Linked DNA regions of Pan troglodytes: regions 1 and 2 are each linked to region 3. A link is a contact called in public Hi-C and capture Hi-C data. All regions are on one chromosome and are shown on one strand. Each heading gives the region's core, a stretch centred on a gene start, on an enhancer-like site or on the middle of the called end of the contact. The rest is flanking DNA. Distances are from core to core; before and after follow the strand shown.

Region 1 (4,225 bases), core at 711-3,210, 230 kb after region 3:
ATGGGTGGGAGCTTTTTAAATAGCTGGTCGTCGTGTGAGTACCAGTCCACCCCCAAAGGTTTCATGGGGATAGTTCCAATGTGACAAGAAAGAATGAAAAATAGTCTGAAGACCAAACCAGAGAGGGGACAGAGAAGGCCACCCACCCCCACCCCCACTCTGAAGAGCAAGCACAGCAGGGGAGATGTGGCCACTGCCATCGTCTGGGGCTGCTTTCTGGTTTGTGGGCTGGTTTGCATCCTCACCTCTGCAGGGCTGGAGTGTGTGTGTGGTCAGGGGGGCATTTGCCCAGGGAAGGGGGCATTTTGCGGCTTTTCGAGAATAGCGCCCCTAGGCCAGGCACTTCCTCTGCAGATCATGACTTTGTTTTGAGCATGTGGCTTCCTCGGGGGCTGTGGCCTCTCGTGGGAGTCCAGCAAGGTGGACATTTTGTGTTTGGGTTCCTTACAGCCCTTCGGGCAGTCACTGGAGCCCAGCTGACCTTGCCTAGAAGGGGAGCTGTGGGAGGAGGCGCCCTTGTCCTCCATTTTGAAGACAGAGGGTCCTGGCTGGCCTCCCATGGAGTTGCCCTTTTTAGCACCCCATAGCCCCAACAGGTTGTGAGGCAGGGAGGGTTGGGGTCCAGGAGCCTGGGCAGTGGACTTCTCTGCCACCTGGATAATGGTCAGAGGACAGGGAAGCTCTTAGTCTGAAGTGTCATTCCAGACGCCCCCATGGCCTCATGATTCCTGCCAATTGTAGAGCCAGATGCACACTGTCACCTGGGCTTCTCTGTGCAGGCCTGACCAGGAACCCAGGGTTCCTCTTCCTTCTCCCTCCCCTGGAATGAGGCAAGGTTGGGACTGGGGTGGCTGCTGAGGACAGATGTCCCTACTCCTGCACAGAGGATGCTGCTCTCCCCTCCAGGGCCTGGACTCAGCTGCACCCATGTCAGGGGCTAAAACTGTGCCGAAAACTCCCATTCCTTCAAGTGACAGCTCCCTGGGCAGGCCGTGGGCAATGCACACTGCAGGGGTGCCTCTCTGGCCTTCCTCTCCCACTGCTTTGTGGAGATCTGTCCCCCACACCCCCCCACACACCAGGGCTATCTTGCAGTTGGATCAAACCAGGTTCACACCTCAGCTCTTCTCACTACCAAGTTACTGAGTGCCTGGAGCCTGTTTCTTCCCCTTCGAGCTGGGGGTTCACCTCCTGGGGATTCCATGATGTGGGTCTGTGTGGTGGGGACAGCCACCACCAGCATAGAGTGTCTGGTGCCCCACAGGTGCTGTTCTGTGGATGGGAGGCTCCCTTACCTTGTTCCCTTCCCAGTGGTACCAGCAGCTGGACGTGGCTCCTATATTCCCAGGAGGAGATTCTTTAAAACCTTTTCTTTTCTGAGCCCCTGAGCCTGTTCTGATGCCCTGATGCCATACCCTCACCACCCCAGCCTCCTCCCTGCCCTGGGCTCTCACCAACGTCTGTTGCCTCATGCCTCTGCACCTGAATTTGAAGGCTGCACCAGCGAGCCATCCTTCCCCCACCTCCAGGCAAGACTGTTCCTCGACCAGTGCTGGCAGAGGCCAGCAATCTTCACTGGGTCTACCCCAGTCTTCCAAGCCTCCCAAAGAGAAGTTTCTAAAACCTCCCCAGGATCTTTTACTAAGAATTCTCTCCTCCACCCCATACCTTTGGTCTCAAAGGGGTGGTGGGGAGGCCGCCCTCCGTTCTCCGCCCGGTTCATGGTCTTGTTGTTCTCCAGCTCCGGTGGAGGCTCGGGGTACTCTCCGAGCTCGGGGATGATTTCCGTGGCATCATTCTTGAACGCCTGCCACCCCTGGCCCTCCACTACACGGAAGGCTGTGTGTACCAGCAGGCAGACGAGACACAGGGCCAGTGGGAGCTGCATGGTGCCAGCCAGAGGAGGGCACGCCACCTTCCAGTAGCACAGGCTCTGGTCTCCAGCCGAGACACGGTCGCCTTTTTAAAGCCCCTCTCTGCTTCATGCCAGCCAATGAGGACAGGCTGGGGCAGGGCTGGTCCCATGTTTCCCTCAGCCCCGGGGGGAGGGAAAGGGGTGTGCTCAGAGCAAACCCTCCCCAAAGACTTCTCCTCTAGCTCAGCAAACTTCCAAATTGCTGCTGGCACTCCCAGGTGACCCAGAGAGAGGGAGCGTGTGAGGCAGGGCCCAAGCCTGCTCTCCGGCACCTCCCACGTGCTGGCGGCTGTGGTTTTCAGATATCAAAATGAGCTCCGGCTTTTAATTGTCTGTCTCCCTGGGCCCTCGGGCATTCTCAAAACAAACTGTGGACCCGCTCAACAAAGAAAATGTGCAGTTCCGAGTGCTTCGCGGGGCTGAGCCCGGCCTATTCCATTTCTCAGGCCAAGTTCATTTGTCACCCCACCAACAAATGGCCCAAGGCGTTTCTGTTTGACCCCCATAGACCCAGCCAGAGGCAAAAAGATGCTTTTAAAGAAATCCCATTGGTCCCAACTCCACAAGTCTCAGCATTCATTGTCCTAACCAAGAAAGCCTCTCTTGGTATTCTCTGGAAGGCAAGAGAGAGAACTAGAGGGTCAGAGCAAGGGTGCCCACTTGGGAGAGGGGGCAGGATTCTGGTTACAAATCGAGGATGCGCTGGTCACTCAGGCTCCTGTGATAGACAGCACAGAGGAAATCCCAGCTCATGCTCCTCAGGGATCCTGTGCACTGTGACAGGCACTTCTGAGCCAGGGCACTCACTGTGGCTCGCAGGGTGATGTGCTGAAGACAGTCACTTCCCCAACCAGTCTGTGTGTGTGAGAAGACAACACCAAATTCCTTTCCTTAGCAAAAGCCACAGCCAGCGTTTTTAGTGCTGACATTTTATTTTCTTGTCTTCCAGCTGGTTACATTTTTCAAAAACAGTTTTGAGTCCTGTATGGAAAGCTTCATTGGTGCACACCACAGGATGTGTTCCATGAAGCCATCCCAGGACCAACTGGTCACAAAGAAGCTAAGAGAAAATGTTGCCTTGGCCCTGCATATAATGAGCCACACAGGGCCGGGGCGGGGGGCGGGGGGGCAGGTAGAGGCGTGGGGGAGAAGGGTTCACACCTGAGGTGCAAGAAGAGAAAGGAAGGCCAGAGGAGTCTTTCATTGAAGACAGATTGTTTGAGGACAAGCAGCTCCTGTGAAGAGGCTGCCCAGATCCTCTGGTATTTTAACTGGGCAATGAATCAGTATGCCCCACCTGCAGAGCCTCTGCAAGTCCTTTGCCACCTGCCTCAACTTGCAAGTCGCTGTGTCCATCTGCAGCCGACTGTCCTCCTTTCCATCATCCATCATCCGACACATGAATGCAGCTGCTCTGACAGTTTTACAAGCCAGACAGAAGCCCCCTCAGGAAGGGCCCTCTCTGATACCTGCTTCCTAAGTCAGTTTCCTTCAGGGCAGATGAAAACAGCTGTGGCCATTGTTGGGGGTGATCTATCTCTCCCAGCAGAGCCGGTAGTGTTGTGAGAAGCTGGCCCTCCGCGCCTCCTCCCCTTGTCTATGACCCTCCAGCCTCCTTTTCCCTTGCTCTGGAATGTGGACTGTTAACCCTCTCATGACCAGATGACTGCCTTCTTGCAATGGACTTGGGAGAGAGCAGTTCTGATGCCTGGGTTCCTTGAGCAGGTAGGATGGATGCTTATAGCCCCACCTGCTGTTGGGAGCGGCTGGACCGTCTGCATTAAACAGAGGCAGTGGGATTCATCCCTGGAACGCGTCTGCCACCTGCTGGAGACAAAAGGAGGGGTGACTGCAGGATGGCAAGTCTCAGGACTGGACGTGCTTTCCTTTCCTTTCCTTTCCTTTCCTTATTTGGAAGTGAAGTAATATTAAAAGGAAAAAGAAGAATCCAGTGGACTTGAACCTCCAAATGATCCACACCCCTCTGAATGGCTCAGCGAGAACCTGCTGTGACATCTTCTGCCGTTTCATTTAATGTTAAGTCATTGACAGCTCTTTATTTTTACTCAGCCCACAAACTTGTCATTGTTCACAGTATTCCCTGGAATTAAACCCCCAGGGTTTTAGCTGATTCCTATTGTGAGTAGTTTAGGTTATTTCCAATTTTTTTTCCTATTTTCAGCAGGGTTGCTATGAACATCCTTGTACGGCTGAAATTTTTTTTTTTTCTTTTTTTTGGCAGATTCTCTCTGTGGCCCAGGCTGCAGTGCAGTGGCACAATCTTGGCTCACTGCAACCTCCACCTCCTGG
Region 2 (4,364 bases), core at 996-3,495, 140 kb after region 3:
TGCAGATGGGTTTTCTCTGTGTGTGTGTGTGTGTGTGTATACATATATATATACACACACACATATATATATACACACATATATATACATTTAAACCTTTGATGCTCTACTTGTCTGCTACCAAAATTGTAGGCAGATGACTGAAAAATGTAACACACAGAATGGCCTGCATAGAAACCTGGCTCTTGGAGGTCATATGAGTCAGTTTCCTCAACTGTAAAGTGGTGGCTGACTGTACAGACACTCAGTAAGCAAATGAACACCTTCCAGGGGTTCTGTATTGGAGTCAGCTGTATAGAATGAAAACAAATGACAAAAGGGGAAACACACAGAGTTTATTATTCTCCCCCATAAAAAAGGCCGGAGGTGACAGTCCAAGCTGAGATGGCCTCTCCCCCAGGCACTGTCTCTCTACTTTGCCCCCCTGTGGCACCTTGTTCAGCTGGCATGTCAGCATTCCACACAGCACGAAGGAGGAAGGACAAATGGACTCTCCCCATCTCTCTGCCCACTGCCCCCCTCCCCACAACCCGTTTAAAAAATAGATATGGGGGGCCGGGTGCGGTGGCTCACGCCTGTAACCCCAGCACTTTGGGAGGCCGAGGCGGGTGGATCACGAGGTCAGGAGATCGAGACCATCCTGGCTAACACGGTGAAACCCCGTCTCCACTAAAAATACAAAAAATTCTCCAGGCATGGTGGTGGCAGGCGCCTGTAGTCTCAGCTACTCCGGAGGCTGAGGCAGGAGAATAGTGTGAGCCCGGGAGGCGGAGCTTGCAGCAAGGCGAGATTGCGCCACTGCACTCCAGCCTAGGCGACAGAGCGAGACTCCGTCTCAAAAAAAAAAAAAAAAAAAAATAGACATGGGGGCCTGGCGCGGTGTCTCACGCCCGTAATCCTAGCACTTTGGGAGTCCGAGGTGGGCGGATCACGAGGTCAGGGGTTCGAGACCAGCCTGGTCAGCGTGGTGAAACTCCATCTCTACTAAAAATATAAAAATTAGCTGGGCGTGGTGGCGCATGGTTGTAGTCCCAACCATTCAGGAGGCTGAGGCAGGAGAATCACTTGAACCCGGGAGGCAGAGCTTGCAGCAAGCCGAGATCGTGCCACTGCACTCCAGCCTGGGAGACAGAGCGAGACTCCGTCTCAAAAAAAAAAAAAAAATAGATATGGGGTCTTGCTATGTTGCCCAGGCTGGTCTTAAACTCCTTCCTTGAGTGATCCTCCCACCTTGGCTTCCCAAAGTGCTGGGATTTACAGGAGTGAGACACAGTGCCCCGCCTCTCTACTTTTTTTTTTTTTTTTTTTTTTTTTTTAAGACAGACTCTCAGTCCCTCAGGCTGGAGTGCAGTGGTGTGATCTCAGCTCACTGCAATCTCCACCTCCCAGGTTCAATTGATTCTCCTGCCTCAGCCTCCCAAGTAGCTGGGACTACAGGTGCATGTCACCACGCCTGGCTGATTTTTGTATTTTTAGTAGAGACAGGGTTTTGTCATGTTGGCCAGGCTGATCTCAAACTCCTGACCTCAAATCATCCACCCGCCTTGGCCTCCCAAAGTCCTGGGATTACAGGCATGAGCCATTGTGCCCAACCCTCCCTGCCCTGTTTTAAGGAGGGTCCTGTTCAACAATTACTCTACAGACCAATTGCCCGCAACTATGTACTTGGCAGTGAGGAACTGCTGGGGAGGCTGGGAGATTCAGCCTATAGGCACCTTGGTGGCCCTAATAACTCGTTTATCTTCTTCTTCTTCCCCATCAGAACCTGTTCTCAAGGAAAAGAGCTAAGGTAGGGCTGCCAGATAAAATGCAGGGTGCTGAGGTAAGTCTGTTCCAGGAAATATTTGGGACATAGACTAAAAAATTGTTGTTTGTTTATCTGAAACTCCAATTTAACTGAGTGTCTTCTTTTCCCCCTAAATCTGGCAATCCTAATCCAAGGCTAAACTCATTTTCAGGACGCAGAAGGCTCTGGCCTTACCTTTTGAGTCAGGACGTTGCACTTTGACAGAAGGCTCTGGAAGGAAACTTTAAAGGGAGCCTTCCAGAGGGAAATGCGGTGTTGGGGTAGGTCTGCCTTTGGCTATGGGCTTTCTGGCTGCCGGAGGGGCCCAGGGTCCCCCAGGAAAGCCTTCTGTGGAGGTCTTTTGAGAGAGACAAAGCAGAGGGGTGGAGGAAGGGCGGCCCAGGTGGAAGGAGTGAGGACAAAGGTGAGTGCCCCTGGGCAGGAAGTGCTGAAAGAGAGAAGGAGGGAGGCCACCAGGCCTGGGCCTGGAGCCAGCCTGGGAGACTCCCAGCCGCCCACTTCTCGGGGCCTCCCTTTTCCAGCCCCTTGCTTTCGAGGCAGCAGTGCCATTATTTGGGGAAACCAGCTAACCAGATAGGACAGCAAACCGGGGATTTATGTGGTGTGGGAACAGCTCAGGTTTCCCTCGCTGTTTACCCAGCAGTATTTTTTAAAACAGAAATCAGCGTGTGGGTAACCGCAGCTGTGAGTTACTAGCTCTGGCTGTGAGGGCTGGGGTGGGGGGAGTCTCTTCAGAGCCCTCTGTCCACTGGCCTGGGAGCTGCTGAAGGAATGTGCCTCTCCCCATCCCAGGCCAGGTGGAGAAGGTGGCCCTGCGGAAGTTCCCAGATCACTGCCCACCTCACCCTTCCCCTCCCGACGAAGGCCAGCGTCCCTGGGGGAGGTGTGATGATGGTTCAAGGTCTAAAGCTTTAGAGATCAGTCAGTTTAGGGGTCAGAATCCATGGAGCCAGGCAAGTAAACACAGGTTCCCCAAGCCAGCTGGGAGGGAGACACCTGGGTGCCTTTGATGGGAGAAAGAGGGGGCCAACAGCTACTTGGCACTGGCCAATTTTCCCTTGCATGAACATGGGCCCAGTGTAACCAACCATATCTTTCCATTTGTCAAAAAAAAGCCATATTTCCAGATTTTTTATAGGCAACCTGTCAACTTTTAAATGTTGGCAATGAATTCAAAACACTGCCATTCAATTAAAAGCAGCCCAGAACATGGCATGACTGGTTCTTGTAATACCAATCTGCAGTCTCTGATCTTGTCCAACTCTCTCTGCTCCCCATTTTACAGATCAGGAAGCTGAGGCCCAGAGAGGCCTAGGGACTTAGCCATGGCTGCATCAGTTGTTACTGGGAATGCCATGAGGCCAGGATGCCTGTTATGTGTTCTTTGCCCAGCCTAGCAGTTTGGCTGGCTTGGCTACGCCAGAGGTCTCACCATGCAGTTCTCAAGTGCTTCCTGAGCGTCTCTCATTTGCATAGACATGACATTTACAAACACATCCATCATCTACTTGATTCTGGCAATGACCCCGAGGGAGCAGAACTGGCATTAATCCATTTTTTTTAATGGTGAGAACACTGAGGTTTGGAGAGGCTGGTGACCTGCCAAAGTCACAGTCCTAGAAAGGGCTGCAGCCAGGGCCTCCAATTACAGATCAAGGGTTTTTCCACCCCCAAACTCAGTCATCTCGTAAAAACGTCAGGCTCCTTGGGGAATACAGCTTGAGATGGATAATCAACTCCTCCTAAAAGGGAACCATAAATGGATGAGATACTTGGGTAAACTGAATATTCTTTGTAACTTAAAGTTAATTGAAAATCCATAGGTTATCAATTTTCCAAGCAGGAGAATAAAATAGAAGGTATTTCAAAGAGCAATTATAGTAGGCATGGCTTAATCTTTCTTTGATGATTCTGAAGGCATTTCAGGGGAATGTAATGCCTTAGGGCATCATTATGAACACCAATAATTACTGTGTAGGGCTGTGACGCAAATTCTCATCAATCCCCTCCTGGCTGTCGGGGTGTTTTCAGAGAGGATCACGCAGGGGGGAGTGTGAGCGTGTGCCTGTCTGTTTCTTGCTGCTCTCTCCACCTTTGTCAATTTCAGGGTGCTGTTGTGGAAAATGCAGTGTCCCTGGAAGGGGGAGGTCACTTAACCTTAATGAGCTTCTGTTTCTTTATTAAAATGGGGATAATGCAGACTCCTGTACTCACTGTCAAGGTTTTGTGGGGCTCAGATGTCAGTGTCAGAGCAGGAAGAAACTTTAGATCATGATGTGCACCAGCTTCATTCTGCCATGGAAAAATCTGAGGCCCAGAGAGGTTAGGAGCCTCATCCAAGGTCACCCAGCCAGGGAGAGGGTGCTAGAACCTGGGTTTTCTGCTTCCTAACCTCTTTCCTGAATATAACACTATGGAAGAAAAAGATCTGGAGGAACGGAAAGATGAACACATGATTACGCATGCAAACAATACTGGGGTCTCTCTGATCAGAGAAGGTGTGATCTTCCAGCCTCAGGAGAGGGGCCATCCAAGTCCTGGAGGAGGTGAACCCCTT
Region 3 (4,408 bases), core at 1,658-4,157:
TAGAATTCCGTGGAAACATTCTAATAAACATCCTCACATTTTATAGAGCAAGAAACAGATTAGAGAAGGGATGTAATTGGCTCCATGTCACTTAACTAGTTAGAGCCAGAGCCAGGACTAGAATACATTCTCCTGAGACCTTTCTTGTGGTTAGAGGTGTGCGGGTGCTTCAGTATTGGGGTGTGGCTGTCATAAACAGACTGCAGTCTTATAGGTGTCAGGCAGGAGAGGTAATAGTATAAAATGTAAGCTCAGCTGAGGCCTACTAGGGACCAGGTTGACTGTAGAGTGGGGCCTATATCCAGAGGCTTGAGTCCTATCTCTGTCCCCCCTCAGGGTGGTGTACCATGAGCTGGTGCTCACCACCAAGGAATACATGCGTGAAGTTACCACCATCGACCCTCGGTGGCTTGTGGAGTTTGCCCCAGCCTTCTTCAAGGTCTCAGACCCAACTAAGCTAAGCAAACAGAAGAAGCAACAGCGTCTTGAACCCTTGTACAACCGCTATGAGGAACCCAATGCCTGGAGAATATCTCGAGCCTTCCGACGGCGCTGAAAGGCAAGATTGTTCCTTTGCCTCTCCAGCAGCAGTAGCCAGGGCTTGGACTTATCGATGACAGGCTGGTCCTGAGGATACAGCTGTCCCGTGACTGACTGTCTTAACTGAGCATTTTCTCAACTCGACTCTCATTTCTTCCCTGCTGGTAAAATAGAAACAGGGATTTAAACCTGGCTTTGGCAAGAGCCTGCAGCCTCCATCACCCCAATCCTTGGGCCCAGTTGGGAGCTCATATCTAACACAGAGACACATTGCATCAACTTCAAGAAAGGGACAATTTGTGCAGCCCCAGGATGGGAAGGTGGAGTGGGCGAGCATCTTGTGCAGGGACATGGTGAGGGCCCTGATGCCCCAGCTAGCAGGAGCTACTGTGCTCATCTAAAGTGTTTGCCCCACTTCCTACCCCGTCTCCAGCCCCTGTACTTTGGCTTGACCTCGTGGAAATATTTATTTTCTTAAGGAAACAAAAATGGTTTTCTGTGACTGTTTTCTTTTAGCCGAAAGGTTAGGATATTGGCCTGGGCTCAGGGTGAGGGAGATTTAGTATCTGTGCTCTGGCACACATGATGAGAATCCCCTGAATCCCCTGAAACCAGAGCGCAGGGCCTCTTTGCGCTCGGAAACGACGTACAGCCCAGACTTCCAGCCTTGTCTTTCAGCATCAGCACTAGCCGGGCCGTGCTGGGGGATCGCCCGATGATCAACCATGTCCTCTCCACAGAGCACTTCAGTCTGGAGGCCTGAGTGGCTACAGATGGCACATATTAAATACAGAAGGTTTCCCCTTGCTCCCTCCACCTCCCACGTTCGCAATGTGCAGCATGTCCCATTTCCTTTTGAAACATACTAAGTAACAACACAGCTTTTATTTTATTTTGTTTTTATTTTTTTCCCCTGAGGTCCTGGATGGACTTTAACGAAGGGATTTTATGGTCAAAACCTCCCTTTCCCCACTCCAAACAGAAAACAAACATAACACCTCTCCTCTCAGCTGGTTTGTGCTGCCAGTATCTGTGCTGCAGGGCTTGTTCTTAGTGGTTTTTTCCTAGCACTTGCTTGGAGAATGGCCACCTCCTTGTGCCCTCCTCACAGCTCCTGAGGAGGGTTTTTTTTTTTTTCTTCCCATAGAGATGGGTTCCCACTATGCCGCCCAGGCTGCTCTCCAATCCCTGGCGTCAAGCAATCCTCCTGCCTCTGCCTCCCAAAGCGGTGGGATTACAGTCGAGAGCCACTGTCCTCTGCACTGAGGAGGCTCCTTACCTGGCGGAACATCAGGCAGGTCTTGCCAGGCCAGGTTGCGGAACTTACGGAAAGCTGGTCTGGATGTAGTGCTTGTAGAGAAGCTTCTGAGAGATTGGGCACATCCTGTTACGTTGCTGCTTCTCCTGTCCTTATGTTATTAGTAAGTTCTGAAGTGATGTAAATGCTAGAACTACTGTAGAACTGTATGCCAGACACTAAGAGAGACTATGTAACATTCCAGGATATAAAGGAATGTATGTTGTCACTGGGCAGCAAACCACACCCTAAAGACAATTCAGAAAGAGTCCGAGGGAGAGGAATATAGGCCAGGCAATCTGCTGGCTGCAGATCCCTGCCCCTTCATTAAGCTGAGTGAGTGCCTCCTGATTCTGTCTGAGTATGCGCCTTCGTAAGCCCAGGCCAGTAATCCAGGGGCAGGGCATTGTTGTGTGTTAACCTTGAAGGCCTTCTGGGGAGAGACAGTACAGGGACCTCAAATGAAACCAAAGGGGAAACGGGGACTGGGCACCCACCTCCCCAATCTCGTTTTGTTTTGTTTTTGTTTTTGTTAAGACAGGGTCTTGCCATCTTGCCTAGGCTGGCATCAAACTCCTGAGCTCAAGTGATCTTCCTGCCTCAGCCTCCTGAGTAGCTGGGACTACAGGTGCATGCCACCACACCTGGCTCCCAGTCCTAATTCCAGCCTAAATTTTCCCCATTCAGAAACACTCCTGGATATAGTGGCCCAGCCTGTCCTGACTGAGTGCCCAGCACTGACAATGTTGACACCTGGGGAGGGAGGGTTGGGTTTCAAGCTGAGGTTGAAAAGGGATGTTGAATGGGCTAAGGATAAGAGACAGCAGGGTTGGTTATCTTTTCTGGCTCAGGTGGAGGAAAAAGAAGGATCCCCATTCTGTGGGTGTTCCTTGACCATCTCTCTACCCTAGAGCTGAGGTCACTTCTCTGCTATGACAACATAGCTGGGTTCTGACCTTTTGACCATCAGGAAAGCAATGTCAGCAGCTGAGCTGAGCCTGCTCTGAGGGAGAAGGTGGGGGGGTCCTGTCCAGATGCAGAGGGGGAGCTTGCCTGCTGCTCTCACACAATGGAGCCCTTGTTTCTCTTCCTTGAACCAGTATTTCCCAAGATTGAGTGACAGCCCAGGAGAGGATGTGGGTCTCATGCAGAGAGCTGGGATCTTCTTGGCCATTAAAGTATATTTTTCACCCCCACCCCGCGAGAACCAAGCTCAGGAGTTGCCTGCCTCTGCACACATGCTGAGTGTGCTGTTTGTGTATATGGCGGGACCGTCCCTATGGGGCATGTGTGAGCTCCGCAGCTGGGTCAGGCTCCTCGGTCCAGGTTTACTTCATCCCGCCTGGACGTGATTTGGCTTTGACTGTCTCTCCTGCAGCCCAAAGCACTTCCTCCCCGTGGTTGCTGTAGCTGTCTCATTGGAGCAGTGCCTCTCCAAGTTTGAGGATTTGAACAAAGAACTGGGACTAGTGACTTGTTAACGAACAGTTCAGAGGGCAGAGGGCAATCATCTCAGCTTGTGGAGACCTTTCTTTCCCTGGATGCTGCTTCTCAGCTAAATCCCTCTCTCTTTGTGTGTGTACTTGGCCTTCAGGGTTTCCACCGATTTTTACACCTTCTTCCCACCACGATAGCTTGGCTTTAATGTGGAATTAAATTATATATTTTTAAAACCTGTTTTTAAAATTTTGTTTCTTGCACTAAATTGTGTCAGTACATTGATATTTTGTGTTTCTAGGAAGAAGTAATGTTGCCTTTTATTTGTAGGTAGTGGTCGAGGGGCATCCCTTCCTGCAAGGGATGGTCTCAGGTTGGTGCTGGGCCAACCTGAGACATGAACAGAGTTGGGCTGGCCCAACCTCAGCACAGCTGCAGTTTCTATTTAACAGGAGAGCACCGGTTTTTACCTGAGCATGTCTCCTGGGCAGCGGTTTACATAGCAGCTGGCTCTAGAACCACCCATTCTGCCCCTCCCACCTGTTGTCACATCTCAGTCATACATCCTCCATAGGTGTCACCATGTTGTCCGCTTTGCCATTTCTACCTACCCCCAAAAAACTCAGCCTCAGGACTCTGATCTCTCCCAAATTTGGGCAAGGAGAATCTAGGTGTTTCCCACTCCCCAGAAGATCTAATCTCCACTGGCCAGAATCCAGGGCCTGCTCTAGCCTCTCTCTGTACCATCTGGCCTGGGAGCCTTTCTCCTTTGCCCCATTCTCCAGACACTTGTCCCCAACCCCAGCAAAAGTAGCAACCTAGAGCTGAGGTAGGAGGGAGGACATGCAATTGGGGTCTATGTGGGGCAGCAGGGTCATGGGAACAACTGGGATCACAGAAACCAAAGACCAAAACCCTGCCTGAGGAAGTCCCAGGAGGGAGACCCTTGCCACTCAGTAGCCCACCTGACCCGCCCACAGGGGCAGGGAGACTGCTGCTGGAAGCAGGCCCAGAGTGCACAAGGGGCGCCTGTCCAGGTTATCAAGTACCCCCTGTCCATTATTTCTGGATCCTCACACAGTAATGCTGGGGAGGAGGAAGGGCAGGTATCATTAAGCCCATTTTTCAGAAGAG

What was found. Hi-C and Micro-C count contacts between places; a contact is called where the count stands out from the background. Capture Hi-C pulls out chosen DNA fragments and counts their contacts.
Region 1: a contact with region 3 is called in a Hi-C map of stem cell-derived neural progenitor cells, with 3 times the contacts expected there. The contact joins the promoter of SOST here to the enhancer-like site in region 3. A contact is called at or near these places in 2 of 7 Hi-C or Micro-C datasets (induced pluripotent stem cells and stem cell-derived neural progenitor cells).
Region 2: a contact with region 3 is called in a capture Hi-C map of stem cell-derived neural stem cells, with 4 times the contacts expected there. The contact joins two enhancer-like sites. A contact is called at or near these places in 3 of 7 Hi-C or Micro-C datasets (blood, induced pluripotent stem cells and stem cell-derived neural progenitor cells) and 1 of 1 other capture datasets (stem cell-derived neural stem cells).

What each region holds. Positions count from the first base shown.
Region 1 is chr19:24,138,404-24,142,628 of NHGRI_mPanTro3-v2.0_pri, reverse strand. SOST (sclerostin) reads right to left here and starts at 1,960. Exons shown (of 2, transcript XM_001153653.7): 1 at 1,669-1,960. The coding sequence starts at 1,888.
Region 2 is chr19:24,227,367-24,231,730 of NHGRI_mPanTro3-v2.0_pri, reverse strand. No RefSeq gene overlaps it. Among named protein-coding and RNA genes, the nearest start is that of MEOX1, 8.5 kb to the left of the region's middle. Within about 2 kb of position 2,245, at least 3 of the 24 cell types and tissues checked have an H3K27ac peak or open chromatin away from gene starts, as enhancers often do. A contact at or near this core is called in stem cell-derived neural stem cells, where this site is marked.
Region 3 is chr19:24,369,305-24,373,712 of NHGRI_mPanTro3-v2.0_pri, reverse strand. DHX8 (DEAH-box helicase 8) reads left to right here. Exons shown (of 23, transcript XM_016931728.3): 23 at 3,216-3,510. The coding sequence ends at 3,318. Among named protein-coding and RNA genes, the nearest start is that of ETV4, 21 kb to the right of the region's middle. Within about 2 kb of position 2,907, at least 3 of the 24 cell types and tissues checked have an H3K27ac peak or open chromatin away from gene starts, as enhancers often do. A contact at or near this core is called in stem cell-derived neural progenitor cells and stem cell-derived neural stem cells, where this site is marked.